2 separate regions of the Macaca mulatta genome follow, and region 2 is linked to region 1. A link is a contact called in public Hi-C data. All regions are on one chromosome and are shown on one strand. Each heading gives the region's core, a stretch centred on a gene start, on an enhancer-like site or on the middle of the called end of the contact. The rest is flanking DNA. Distances are from core to core; before and after follow the strand shown.

What was found. Hi-C and Micro-C count contacts between places; a contact is called where the count stands out from the background.
Region 2: a Hi-C map of fetal cortex germinal zone shows a contact between it and region 1, with 2.0 times the contacts expected there. The contact joins two enhancer-like sites. A contact is called at or near these places in 2 of 14 Hi-C or Micro-C datasets (fetal cortex germinal zone and fetal cortical plate).

Annotation. Positions count from the first base shown.
Region 1 is chr7:103,396,731-103,399,430 of T2T-MMU8v2.0, forward strand. No RefSeq gene overlaps it. Among named protein-coding and RNA genes, the nearest start is that of G2E3, 260 kb to the right of the region's middle. Within about 2 kb of position 1,356, at least 9 of the 40 cell types and tissues checked have an H3K27ac peak or open chromatin away from gene starts, as enhancers often do. A contact at or near this core is called in fetal cortex germinal zone and fetal cortical plate, where this site is marked.
Region 2 is chr7:103,503,153-103,505,865 of T2T-MMU8v2.0, forward strand. No RefSeq gene overlaps it. Among named protein-coding and RNA genes, the nearest start is that of G2E3, 160 kb to the right of the region's middle. Within about 2 kb of position 1,294, at least 12 of the 40 cell types and tissues checked have an H3K27ac peak or open chromatin away from gene starts, as enhancers often do. A contact at or near this core is called in fetal cortex germinal zone and fetal cortical plate, where this site is marked.

The DNA of each region.
Region 1 (2,700 bases), core at 106-2,605:
CAAGCCGCTCTCTCTAAATCCAACCAAATGCTGCTGCCATGCAAACTAGACAGTCTGCGTTGTTTCTGAAGGCACAGAAGGGAGATATTGACAGATATTTCAAGAAAAGAGCCACATACGTGCCTTTATTTAGACTGTTCAAAGTGCTGTCACTTAAACCAACCTTTAATAATTTTTTTCTTATCTCAACTATTGCAGTTTTAACATCTGTACAATTCATTGCTTAATTTGTATGTTGTAAAGTATATTTCCTACAACTTTCCCATTTGCTTTTCCTGTAGTTTAACCAGTCGTGTCCTTTTCATCCAAATGCAGGCAAATGCCAGTATAAACTGTAAGCTCAGTTCTCCATGGTCTCCAGTTACTGCATGTCACATTGTCTTAAAACTTATGAAGAGAAGGCACAGATTTATTTGAACTCTCTGATACTGTGACAGAAAAAAAAGAAACAGTTTTGTAACAATAATATAAATACCAGGTCTAAATTTATTTTGAGGTTTGTTAAATGGGTTGGGGGGGGCATAATTCCCAAAAGTGAAATTTCAGATTGTAATAAATAGTCACATGCCACTAAATACTTGTAAATATTTGTGCTGGTTTTGAGACAGTGTGCCCCATAAAACTCCAAGATGTGGTCGAATGTATTAATGTTGATCTAGACAATTCAGGTTTCTCTATATATTTAACCTCCACCCCTGCCATGGCCTTGTTCATTTTGATTTCTAAGTGACTTGGGTATGACTACAAAAAACTAAACATATATTTAAATAGGTACATATAGGCATTTCTTTTTTGCCCTTTCTAACTGCAGATTATGACGTGAGCTATGATTATCCATCAAAGTAATTTCCTCTACCCACTCCCTCTCTCATCCTCCTACCCTCCACATTTGAACATGCTTCTCTTTTCCTTGGGGCTCCTGTTCAGCTTCCTGCAGCACAGATCCCTGCTGCCTCGGCAGCCTGGAAAACAGCCTACAGTGCAGCTCAGTATGGCAGCACATCCCCACAGCCTGGGTGTTTTTCCAGACAGTTTGAGAATGATTCGGTATTGCATGAGTTAAAAAAAATTCCCCCTGGAAAAGCTAATTATTGCATGCAGATACTTCTTTGTGTGATCAAGGAGGGGACAATTTAATAGGCTCTGTAATACAACCAAGAACAAAATTGCTTTAAAGGAAGTCTCTTGTTGAGTGACAACTCTGTTGCCTGAGCCAATTAGGTCCCAATAAAGAGTGTTGAATTGGCTCCTGCTTTCTCATTAATTATGTTCTGTCACAGACATGGGGCTTGATTTAGCAATTTTGTATTACATTAAGATACTGAAAGGCCGGGAACAAATGGCTCACTCTGATAATAGGCATTCTCTACACGGTGTGACATTTACTATCCAGCTGTCCGTAAGGCAGCCTAGCACTTCAGTTCAGGGGTTTATTTGTCATTGCTTCAAAGGGACACTCAGCTTTTCACAAAAAAAGAAACAGAGAGGCTAATAGATAGGACAAAATGTACTGCTGATATGCTTTATTAGAGATAGGATGCTAGGGTTTTGCTAACAAGCTCATCCGTTGGGACTCAGCCGACTTTGCTGCCAATCATCCTCTACACAAAGGCGCACTAGTTAACAAGGAGAAATGAATTACAGACACTTATTCTGCCGGTGGGATCACAAATACACCAATCTGTGAAAGAGGCACAAACTCCAGAGACAAACTACATATTTGTCAATAACCTCCTAGAAAGAACCCTAGTAATTCTCTGAAGACCTTTGATTTAGCTTCCCTCTAAAATACATGTATAGGAAATGTTTTAGTTACCATGACATTCTTTCTTTGTTATTTGTACAAATTTTCATCACATTAAAAACAGAAAGCTGAGGAGGTCTGCAAATGTTTTAGTAGGTATCCATACACTACTTTTCATATCCCACCACGGGGAACTGCTGCTTTGGTTATTTCATTAAGAACAACAGAAAATTAAATCTTTAAACTTTAGGTTTGAGCTGTAGTCCACCAATGCCATAGGAAATAATCTATAACTCTGAATTTATCGTGTATACCAATTAAGAGGACAGGGTTAGGGACCGAATGAAAACCAAGTCTCTCTGCTTAAATAATTAGATGACTTTTTAAATCATAAATATGTGTGTGTGTGTATGTGTGTGTATATTTATACACACATAACATTTTTACGTATATGTATATGAATTTACAATACATAAACATGAACGTAAATCAATGTCTCTATATATTAAATATGGTAAAACATTGTATATGTTGTATTTATGAAACTAAGCCAAATCTCTGACGGTGGCATTGATCAACATATTTGCCATATATATTATTTAAACATTCTCCTGCAAATATATCACAGAGAAGGACCTATTGTTGATAAAAAAAAAAAAAAAAAAAAAAAAATCTTCAAGTGAAGCTTACCTACTGACCACATGAGATTAATCAAATCTGAATATGTCATTTTGGGTTAATTACAAAACAGCTCTCCAGAATAGTTCCTAGAGACAATACACTGCATTCATCTGATTGCAGGCTGTATCAATTCACTTAATTTAGTCTTCCACCATCTTGGATGATAGCAACTTTAGGCTCAAGTATGGAAGAGATGAAAGAATAAAGAGGCTAAAAGGATTTACAAGACTTCCTTTCCTCAGACAGAAACTCAAAGTATGTGAAGGCCTGTTGAG
Region 2 (2,713 bases), core at 44-2,543, 110 kb after region 1:
ATTCTAAAATGTAAGATATTCTTTTAAAAGTTTCCTCATTCAGTTGCCTCATGTATTTAGAGGATGCCTCAGAAAATAATCATTGTTCAATAGTGGCTTCATTGACATTTAGCTTAATTTAGTTTCACATCTTAACATTTTTTAGCCTCCTCCAGCTAATTCCATTTAGAAAGTAAACTCTCCTGCTGTGCTGGTTAGTTCCTCTGGGAAGCAGACACCATGATGCAGTCTATCATGCAAGAGATATGCCTGAGAAAGATAAAAGGGAGATGGGCTTAGGCCATATTTGCATGTACTATACAAAAGGTGGAGAACATGCCAATTACCCATGTCAAAGGATTTGGAGGCAGTGAGCCAGTGAAGATCATGCAGGGGCTAAATTCTCTCCTTGGCCACCTTTGACTTAGACACAGAGTGGCTGTTCAATCAATCCTAGCTCATTTGAAACTTCATTGAGCAACAGCAAAGTTAAACATTTACAAGGTCGCACGCAGTCTCTTCTGAATTATAAAGCACTTTTTTAACATCCACAATGTCAAGAAGGCAAACTGAGGCACAGTTCATGGACAGAGCCAGGCAGAGCCGGGAGCTCTTGCCCTCCAACGGGCGATCCTAACCCAGCACATTCATTCCCTTCCCCTCCCCCTGCTCCAAAGCTTGATGTGTGTTGAATACACTCAGTAGTTCTCAACATGTTTTTTCCTTACAGTTCTTTATTAGCAACATTCATTTAGGTTTTGGACTCTTGTCAAATGTAATGTGAATGGAGACCAGATGCCTTTTCTGAACTCAACAGAACAAGAGGAGAGTCACAGAGCCCATCTTGCCACAATCAAAACTAGAGCTTACAACAACACCCACTGTTGGTGACAGGCTGTGTGGAACAGGGCCAGTGCTGATCTAGCAGTATATGCCAGCTCAATGAGTCAGAAAAATGTTTCAGATGTGCCAGGTTGCTCAGAAATCCCCATCAGTTCCTGGGCAGAATAATTGTTGTGTTCTCCAAGAGCAAGGAACCAAGATGATCAGAAGCAACATCCCTGGGATGGTGTGTGTCATTCGTGTCCCTAGCTGGCAGCAGAGGGTCATTGCTTTGAAAAGGGCACCGTAGACCCACATGAAGGGCTGCAAAGGCTAGGGGTAGGGTATCTGGCAGCCATTCAAAAACACAGGATGGGGGAGAAGCAATTGTGGGAAGGAATTCAAGGCAGACAAAAGGATTAACAGCAAAAAGATGCAGGGTGTAGGGGGATGGATGATTATCGTTTGCTGTGGGTTTAGCAACACTAACATGTTTTTATGAATATTTACAAGAACATTTGGAAGCTGTGTCTTCTGCCCACACAGCCTCCGCCCCCAAGCCTCTTGGTAGGAACTGCATCATATTTAATGAGGTTGGGGGTGGAAGGGGGAACCAGGTCTTCTTTCCCTCCAGGTTGCCATTACCGAGCCTAGTTGCCAAGACTCCCGGGGCAAATATTAAGTGAAGGAACGTTCGAACAAGAGAAGCCAGGCCTAGGTTTCTCTGCTTGTAATATGAAGCCTGACAGGTGATGAAAGGAAATGAGAAGTGAAAGCAACGGTATCAAAAAGATATGAAAGAGATGAAGTGAGAAAGTCTCAGGAGAAAGGTCCATCTTGATGCCGGTGTTCTTGACTTCTTCAGTAGGGTAAAGGAGTTTATCATCAATGTCTCTAAGTTAAATGAACTGTTAACAAAATCCCATCAATTCTCATTTCCTGTGAGTGGACTAACAGGTCAGACTCCTGTCCCTTCTGACTCCTGATGCCTGGCTTTAGTCCACTTCATTCTACCACTACTTCCACCACAAGAGGCTTCTATCCTCATTGATTTTCTAAGTTTTCAATCCCCTAAAGCATGTATCTAATTATGTATTGAGGCAGAAGGGTAGCAGTCAGGACCACAAGTTCTGGAACTACACTGTCCCCAGTCTAATCCAAGCCCCATAACTCTGGGAAAGTTACCTAGCCTCTTTACACCTCAATGTTATCATCCATAAAAAGGAGCTGATAACAGATAAGGGTCAGTGGATGTAAACCAAGGAAAGCATTTGACATGCAGTAAGAGCTCAATAAGTGTTAGTATTATTATTATGGACTATCCTCAACTTTCATGCAACAAGCGTCTTGCATATGACCCATGTTTTCATACATGACGCATTGATACCCCTAAAATACTGAATTGAGACTTTCAAATGTCAGTTGACTCACAGTAGCGTCTAGTTAATCAAGGCACTTGACTACCAGCTACTGAGAGAGAACAGGAGGTTTCATGCGTGGGAATCTCTGGCAGTATTAACCTTGGGACTAACGCAAAGCAAACTTTCTGGCAGATTTGTGATATCTCTTCAGTCATGATCAGCTATATTGTAGAAAATCATAATTACGGTTGTTTTTTGTTGTTGTTGTTTGTTTGCTTTGTTTTTGTTTTTGTTTTGAGACGGAGTATCCCTCTGTCGCCAAGGCTGAAGTACAGTGGCACAATCTCAGCTCACTGCAACCTCTGTCTCCCGGGTTTAAGCAACTCTCCTGCCTCAGCCTCCCGAGTAGATGGGACTACAGGCACACACCACCATGGCCGGCTAATTTTTGTATTTTTAGTAGAGATGAGGTTTCACCATGTTGGCCAGGCTGGTCTCAAACTTCTGACCATGTGATCCACCTGCCTTGGCTTCCCAAAGTGCTGGGATTA